2 separate regions of the Gossypium hirsutum genome follow, and region 2 is linked to region 1. A link is a contact called in public Hi-C data. All regions are on one chromosome and are shown on one strand. Each heading gives the region's core, a stretch centred on a gene start, on an enhancer-like site or on the middle of the called end of the contact. The rest is flanking DNA. Distances are from core to core; before and after follow the strand shown. Region 1 holds the start of LOC107952066. Region 2 holds the start of LOC107951155 (ubiquitin-conjugating enzyme E2-17 kDa).

The links. A called contact is a pair of places that touch in the nucleus more often than the background predicts.
Region 2: a Hi-C map of leaf shows a contact between it and region 1, with 2.4 times the contacts expected there. The contact joins the promoter of LOC107951155 here to the promoter of LOC107952066 in region 1. A contact is called at or near these places in 12 of 34 Hi-C or Micro-C datasets (anther, hypocotyl, leaf and 1 more).

The regions. Positions count from the first base shown.
Region 1 is chrA02:47,277,798-47,281,879 of Gossypium_hirsutum_v2.1, reverse strand. It overlaps LOC107952066, which reads right to left and starts at 1,804. Exons shown (of 2, transcript XM_016887308.2): 1 at 992-1,804; 2 at 1-133. The coding sequence starts at 1,655.
Region 2 is chrA02:47,861,452-47,865,533 of Gossypium_hirsutum_v2.1, reverse strand. LOC107951155 (ubiquitin-conjugating enzyme E2-17 kDa) reads left to right here and starts at 1,803. Exons shown (of 5, transcript XM_016886088.2): 1 at 1,803-2,140; 2 at 2,286-2,365; 3 at 2,943-3,070. The coding sequence starts at 2,296.

The DNA.
Region 1 (4,082 bases), core at 555-3,054:
GTAGTTGAAGTTTGTTTTCTTTTGAGAGTTGGAGTCACAGTTTCCACACTCGGATTTTCTACTGGTGCACAATCATCATCACTATCGATATCAACAATCTCAACAACGTTTTGAGATGGAGGTCTCCAACTCCCTGGCACGCAAGATTTCAGGAAGAATAAGTTAAACCGGAAGATATTAAAGGGGGAAAACACTTTACAAGTTCCACAACAGGTAAGTATTGCTCATAGATATACATTTAGCATAAGCACTTAGAATATGTATTTCGATTTTTCGACACCCGAATCAAACTCCAGCTAGTTGTATATACATTCTATGATCTATACATGCAGAACTAATTTTCTCATGAAGCATGGTGAATGAAGTACACATTGGTACGAAAAAAAAAAAGGCTAAATGTTTTGAATTTCCTGCAATAGAACATAACCTTTAGAGCAAATTGCTTATCCTGCTATACAAGTATCAGTATTTATTATTTGATACAGAGCATTATTGAGGGTTGGACCCTCAACAAGTCCGGTATTATATTCTTGGAGCGCCTATACTCCATTTTAACCCCAAAATTTTGTCCCAGTGGTACTCATCTTACCCATAAATGCCTATATGCGATAGGGAATGAATTCAAACCACACCATAAAACTCTCAAGTTTCTCCTGGCACTGTTTGCGACTCCTGGCACCAGCATGTGGCGTCTCCATGCCCCGTTCATGGACAGGGCAAAAGCTCGACGCTAAAACGGAGCATAGAACCCCGAGACAGAATACTAGACCTTTTGAGAATCCAACCCTAAAAAAAAAATAAAAAGGCGCTGGGACTTGTTGAGGATCCGACCCTAAAAAATATCACCATCAGTCCTTAACCTGAAATGATACTGAAACCTTCATATGCATAGCAATCTTGAATATCAACTCTAGCATGAATTTAACCAACCAAACAACAATATAAACACGAAAACAAAATAAAAAAAGGTTCAGGAATGTTGAATTTTTACCAGCATTTGGTGAATAAACGTTAGCTTCAATAGGTTTTAGCCTCCCATTTTCGGAAACCCCAATTTCTCCCCCAATCCTATTGTTGTTCTTGGAATCATCTTCATCTTGTAGAGTATTAAAACCAGTCTCTAAACATAAAACCCTCTTATCCAACTCCTCGAATCTCTTCCTCAGTATTTCCAACTCAGATTCAGCTTTGGCTTTCTCATTTTCAAGCTCGCAATTCTTGCTTCTCAAATTTATAATTTCGTGTTGTTTCTCATACATACCCTTCACTTCCTCCGACAATCTATTACACCTTTCCTCAGCAGACTTTCCTCTTTCCCTCAAAACCATATTTTCTTCCCGCAACTTCGAAACCTCACCCCTCATGTCCTCCAATTCTTTCTTGCATTTCCTCAGATCATCCGCAAAACCCATTTTTTCCAACCTCTCTTCTTCGAATTTGTAGGAAAATGAATCCTTTGCATGTTTCAGTGACTCGATTTCCAGCTTTGATTTCTGCTCTCTCGCCAAAAATTCCTTTTCTACCATGGCGAAATCGTTGGAACGAAAAGTGGATTTTACAAGAGAAATCATTTTGGGAATGCTCCAAGTGCTGATATTCCCAATTTCGTTGTCACCCAAATCTGTCGAAGTAATAATTTCATTCTTAATAGCCATTATTTGTGAAATTGAAAACAAAACAAAGAAAAAGGGATATAAAGCGTCGTGAAGAAGAAGCAGAAAAGGAAAAGACTCTCAGGAATTTGTCCTTATTTTGGTGCCCTACTGAGGCTAAATACTTGAGTAGGTTGTACTTAGCCCAAACTCGAAACCAAATATGGCGCACTACAAGTTTTTTGGGTAAAACTTACATAGAAGTCCCTTTATTACGCTAGCTGTTAAATCCTTATTTTGGTATAATACTCTAACTTTAGCCCTCCAATTTTTACACTTTTATTTGATTTGGTCTCTATTCTTTTATTTTAAATAAATTGGTCTTTATCTTTCGCACTATTTTGTTTTATATAATATATTAATAATTAATTAAAATTAAAAATCATAATTTCCAATAATTATTAAAAGAAAAACTCTTTAAATTAAGAAGAAAATGTGAAATAAGAGACGAAAATGATATGCACAAATTGGCTTGACCCATGGATATTGCCATAGTATAAATATTTTCACTACTAGACAAAAAAGAGGTGTTATATCTATTATCTAGTTTTAAATCGGTTACCTGAATATGAAAATGTGATGACGTTATCTACTTTAAAAAATAGGTGAATTAATTTTTATACATTAAATTAAAGAGTAAATTAATCCTTCATGTTAAAAATTTTAAGGTAAACTACACAAATAGTTACTGAACTATGCATATATTTTTGTTTTGATCATCTAACTTTAAAATTTTTCAATTTAAGCATTAACGTTTGAACTCATTATTGTTTTTATCACATGCTGTAAATTGATAATAAAAAAGATTTTTTAATTGGTATAATGATACATTTAGTACTCTATACTTACATATTCTATCAATTTATCCTAATTCTAAATAATTTAATAAATTTAACCCTTCACATTTACAAATTCTATCAATTTGATCCTCAAACTTCCTAACCAAAGTTTTTATATTTTAAAACAAAGTCATTCCACATCTATAAAATCACAAAACCCGAAAAGATTATATATATAATAAATAAATAAATAAATAAACCTTCTCTCCACTAAGTACTAACAAGTCGTTTTCCAAGTCAATTCTTGATACCAATAAGTTTATATTAAATTCTTTTCTTTTCTTTTTTTTTTACATTAGTTTTCTTCTAAAGATAATATTTTATAACCCTTTAACCAATAAAATTTTGGCTAAAGAAAATAGAAAAACCGTTAAAAAAGCCACTTTAGATTTACTATTATTGTTAACAGTATTATATTTCCTTTAAGATATATAGAAATAATCCTCGAAGTTGGTTTTTGAAATTGAAAATTAAATCTAGAGTTAAAAAATATAACTTTGAAAAATCTAATTGCTCAATCAATAATTGCATAAAAAAATTTATGAACATTTAATATTTCATAAGAAAAAAATGTGAAAGAATTAATTAAATTTCTTTTTATTATATTGATAATAATTTTTTTTAATGTTATAAACTGATTATGAGATTATTATGTGTTCTATTTATTTTTAATTTTTAAATCTAAAATAAGCAACATGTATCACTAATAGTAATATGATTTAGTGTCAAATCATATACCAAATTAATTTAAAACTAAAATTATGCTAGTCAAAGTCAAAACTTATTTTTCAAAAGTATTTAACTATTTATATAAATTTATTATATATTATATTTTTAATATTTGTATTTTCTATTATTTTTAATGGTGTTTAGTTAATTTCTAACACCAACTTCTTAAAAATATAAACAAAAAGGGATATGTATCGATTTAGATAATTTCAACCATAGATAAAACAATTAATAGATGTGGAATGCCTCTATTTTAAAAGCTAAAAATTTTAGTTAAGAAGTTTGAGGATCAAATTGATAAAATTTGTAAATATGAAGGGTTAAATTTATTGAAATATTTAGAATTAAGATCAAATTGATAAAAATATATAATATTGATGAGGACTAAATGTGTTATTATACCAGTTAAAAAAACTTTTCGTTATCAATTTAATGGCAAGTAACCAAAATAGGAACAGGTTCAAACATTAGTGCCTAAATTGATTTTTTTTTTAAAGTTGGGTGACCAGAACTGTAATACCCCCTACCCGTATCCATTGCCAAAATAGGGTACGAGGTATTACCGGAGTTTATGATTTTTTTTTTATATTCAATATAGCCCCTTTATAAATATCTAACCTTCTCTGCAATATTAAATCGAGACCAATCCACTTCAACCAAACCAATTCAACATATTTTCAAGATAAATTCATGCATATTTATAAGATAACGTCATCACATACCCAAAACCAGGTTTGTTAACCATACTAATGGCTAACTTTATATTCATTTCACGTTAACATTTACTTTATTAGCTTATACATGCCATTGATTTCCAAAATAAAGTTTCTTTATATACCAAAATCCTAAGGTTGATAGTGTA
Region 2 (4,082 bases), core at 554-3,053, 580 kb before region 1:
ACTTATTTTTGAGAATTCGAGACGTCGCGTGCTAACTTACGGGATACGACCTTTTGTTACCTCGAGATAAGAAAGCCTTTTATATATGTTTTGATTTATTTAAGGGATTTTACTAAAAATATATACATTAATACAAAGAGGGATCGTGTTTTTAACTCCTTTCAAATTTTCAATTTTCGACACTAAGGACATCAAGTAATTAATTAGGTACCAATTTTGGGCGTAACGAGGGTGCTAACCCTTCCTTGTGTGTAACCGACTTCCGAATCCGTTTTTTAAACTCTGTAGACCAAAAATCGTTGTTTTAAATCAAACATTTTATTAAAACGATCAAATTACGAGGTGATCTGATCACACTTCATAAAAAAGATTAATGGCGACTACATTTTCATTTTTAAAATAAAAAGTCGATTTCAAAAAAAAAAAGTTCCGACACCCATTAACAGTGTTAAAATTATTTTGTTAAATTCAACTTTATTACAACACTATTTTTTAGTTATATTGCTACAAAGTGAATATTATTTATTTCAAAATGTCACAACAACAAATTCATACAATTATTTTAATGGTAGTGACTAATTTACACAATTATTTCATTTAAAGTGACTAACTTAATTATTTTATTCAAAGTGACTAACTTAAAAAAAAGAGTTTTAGAATGATCAAACTAAGGTTAACTCTATCTTAAAGTGATCATCAGTATAATTTACCCCAAACAAAATTAGGGTGAACAATTTACAAGTTCGATCCAAAAAATTTAAAACCCAATTTACTTTTAAAACAAAATTAACTTACCTCTAAAACCAAAAAAAAAAACCAAATAAACGTATTTTAGATCGATTTGATCCAAAATCTACATTTAAAAAAAGTATACAAACTACTACCTGACAAACTAAATAATTTAACACAACACAGTATAACACAAGTTTCATAATCCATCACAACATTGCAACAAAATTATTTTCATTAACAATTTTTTTATTTATCAAATAATGAAGTGAGTTTTGCTTGAATGGGCGTCAAATGCTGAAATGAACCGTGTAGTGAAAGTGAAGGATCGGGTTTGGGTGTAGTATTTTTGGGTTTAATTTATTAATTCAGTTTAAATATCAATTGGATTTAATTTTTGGATATTGGCCCAATTAGTATAAATTTTAAGGGTAAATTATGTAACTCAACTTTAAAAAATTATAAAAAGTCACTAAATTATTTAAAATTTTTTTATTTAAAATATTGGATTATTATTAATTTTTTTACAATTAACGAGTTCTAAGCAACAAAAATAAATGATTGGTACGGTAGTTCAATATCTATCAACAAGTAAAAAAATATATTAAATCCAAGTCAATCTAATGATCAATGTATAATATTAGAAAAAAAAGTTTCTTAAATTTTAGTTTGAATATTCATGACGTTTAAAGTTGTTTCATAAGAAAAAAATAGACTGTAAAAGAGAAGGGGAAGCAAAGCTTTTGATTGGTGGAGGTGATGAAGATAGAAAAAGTTATACAACATTAATTTTAACAATTTATTAATTTAAATAAAAACTTTCAAATAGTTTAATGATTATTTTATAACTTTTTAAAATTGAGTGACGAAAACATAAATTTACTAATAATTTAATGACAATGAATATAATTTACCCCGATTACAATTAGATTCTGAATTGAGTTTAGGTTTATAATATATAAAATATAAAAATAAAAATAAAAATATGATTTAAAACCGGTTAATTCAATTTTAATTTTTTTAATCAATCCATTTTGCCCAACTTTTTAAACCGAAACAAAAATCAACTATTTGATTTTTGCACACTCCTGCAAATTACCATCACGCGCCACACGCGGTTGCCAATGCCATCTCTAAAGAGAAGGTATCCGTGTCAAAAGAAATACAAAATAAAATTCTCTTATAATCGCGTGGGGTCTACAAACATAGCCAATCAGAACACAAAACATCCCAATTTTTGCCTTTCTCTACATAATAATTATAATTATTATTATTAAAAATTGATTTCTGGGAGATTTCTTTTTTAAGCTTTATTTTTGCCTCTTTACATTTCTCCGCTACTTTCAGCAAAAAAAAAAAAAAAAAAAAACCACCCAAACAGACAATAGACTAGGACAGGAGGATCTCTCAGGTACTTGTTCTTTTTTATCTCTAGTTTCCTCTTTATTTCGTTTTATTTTTTGGTTTCTCTTCAATTTAAAATTTTCTTTGTTAGACACAAAAAGCGATCTAGCTTGAAAATTTCTATTTTTTTAATAAAATTTTGTTTGTTTTAGGGTTTAGGTGATGGCTTCGAAGCGGATCTTGAAGGAGCTCAAGGATCTCCAGAAAGATCCTCCTACCTCTTGCAGCGCAGGTTCATTTTTTTTTCTACTTCGTGTTTCGATTTGTTCATTTCTGAATTTTTTAGATTTGTTCGTTGAAACTCTTTTTTTTTTTTGAAAAATTGATTAGAAATTTTTTAGATATCTGCTTTTGAAAAAGAAAATTATGACATAATAATTACTATTGCTGCATAATTCAATTTGAACTATATATAACGAATCTATTTTCTATACTTATTATTGGTCTTTTCATTTTGACCATGATGATTCCATTTTATTCTAACTACAATATATTTATTTTTTATTTTTTTAAAATTTTCATGTCTAATTATTAGTTAATTATTGTTCATGTCTGTTTGTTAAGGTGTTATTTGGTCGTACGAAATTGTTCATGTATAGGTGAAGTTTGTAAGGAAACGATTTGGATAATTGCATGTATTGAGTATATGAACTCGTCATTTCTGTTATATGTGCTTAAATTTCTTAAGGCAAATAAGAGTAAGGATGAGTGGTTCGTTCAATTTTAATTTGGGAAAAGATTATCATAAGATTACTTGGTGATTGTTCATCTAACTATTGTCCTTTTGCTTATTTTTACTATTGAATTAGGCCCTGTTGCTGAAGACATGTTTCATTGGCAAGCAACTATTATGGGTCCTCCTGACAGTCCATATGCTGGTGGAGTGTTTCTAGTCACCATTCATTTCCCTCCGGACTATCCATTTAAACCACCAAAGGTAGTTGATTGTATTCCTGAACCAAACTAGTTTACATTCTTTCTTGCCTTGGCTCTATAATTTGTATTTTTAGCTATCAAGTGTTGTTATCCTATATCTGTTAATTACTGGATTTCCTGTGGTCTCATTTACAAGTTTGGTCCTTCCACTTATTACTTTTGGTTTCAGTTTGGATGCATAACATTAGTATTCAGGTTGTCTATTTGTAGGCCAAGTTGAGCTACACGTGAGGGGGAGTGTTAGGTGATGTTATCCCACATTTATTAAGTATTGGTCATATTTAAGTTGTGCCACTCCACTTATTACCAATTGGTTTTAGGTTGGATGCTTAACATTATCTTTATTGACTATATATTTGACTGTAACTGGCTGTCTTTTTCATTTAAAATCATGCCACTATATCTCTAAGTGCCTTGAAGAAAATTTCTCAGCATATTCTGCAACTTTTTTATGTGAACAAGCTATTTTTTTTATATATAACCATCTATGCAAGTGCTGTAGAGTGTAGACAAGATTGTTATCTCCTCAGAATTCCAATAAGATTTTTTTTATTTATTTTTATTATGTGGACCATGTGGTGAATGTTCTTACCTTTTCCTGATTTACATATCAACATTTGGTGGGATGTGTATATAGCATAAATGTTTAAAGCCTTCATGTTATATGGCTAATTCCTTGTTGTAGATACTGTGACCAAGGTGTCTCAGCAGTGCAAGTGGCTTATGCAAACATTGCTTGACAGTGAAATGAGTAAATGCTAATTCTACTTGATTGCCTTTTAGCATTTATTAGCTTATTCTGGCGCACCAATGTTTTTATCTCCACAGGGCATGTATGCATGCAGAGTGGTGCATACACATGCATGTCGGATGTCCAATGGTTTAGTTTTTGCATTAAAGGCTATTGTTAGGTTGTTTTCTGAACCAAAATTTATATGATATATTGTTAATCTCACTTCTGTAAACAGCATCAGGTAAGATCTTTCTCCTTCACGGGCATGTGGGTGCTTAGT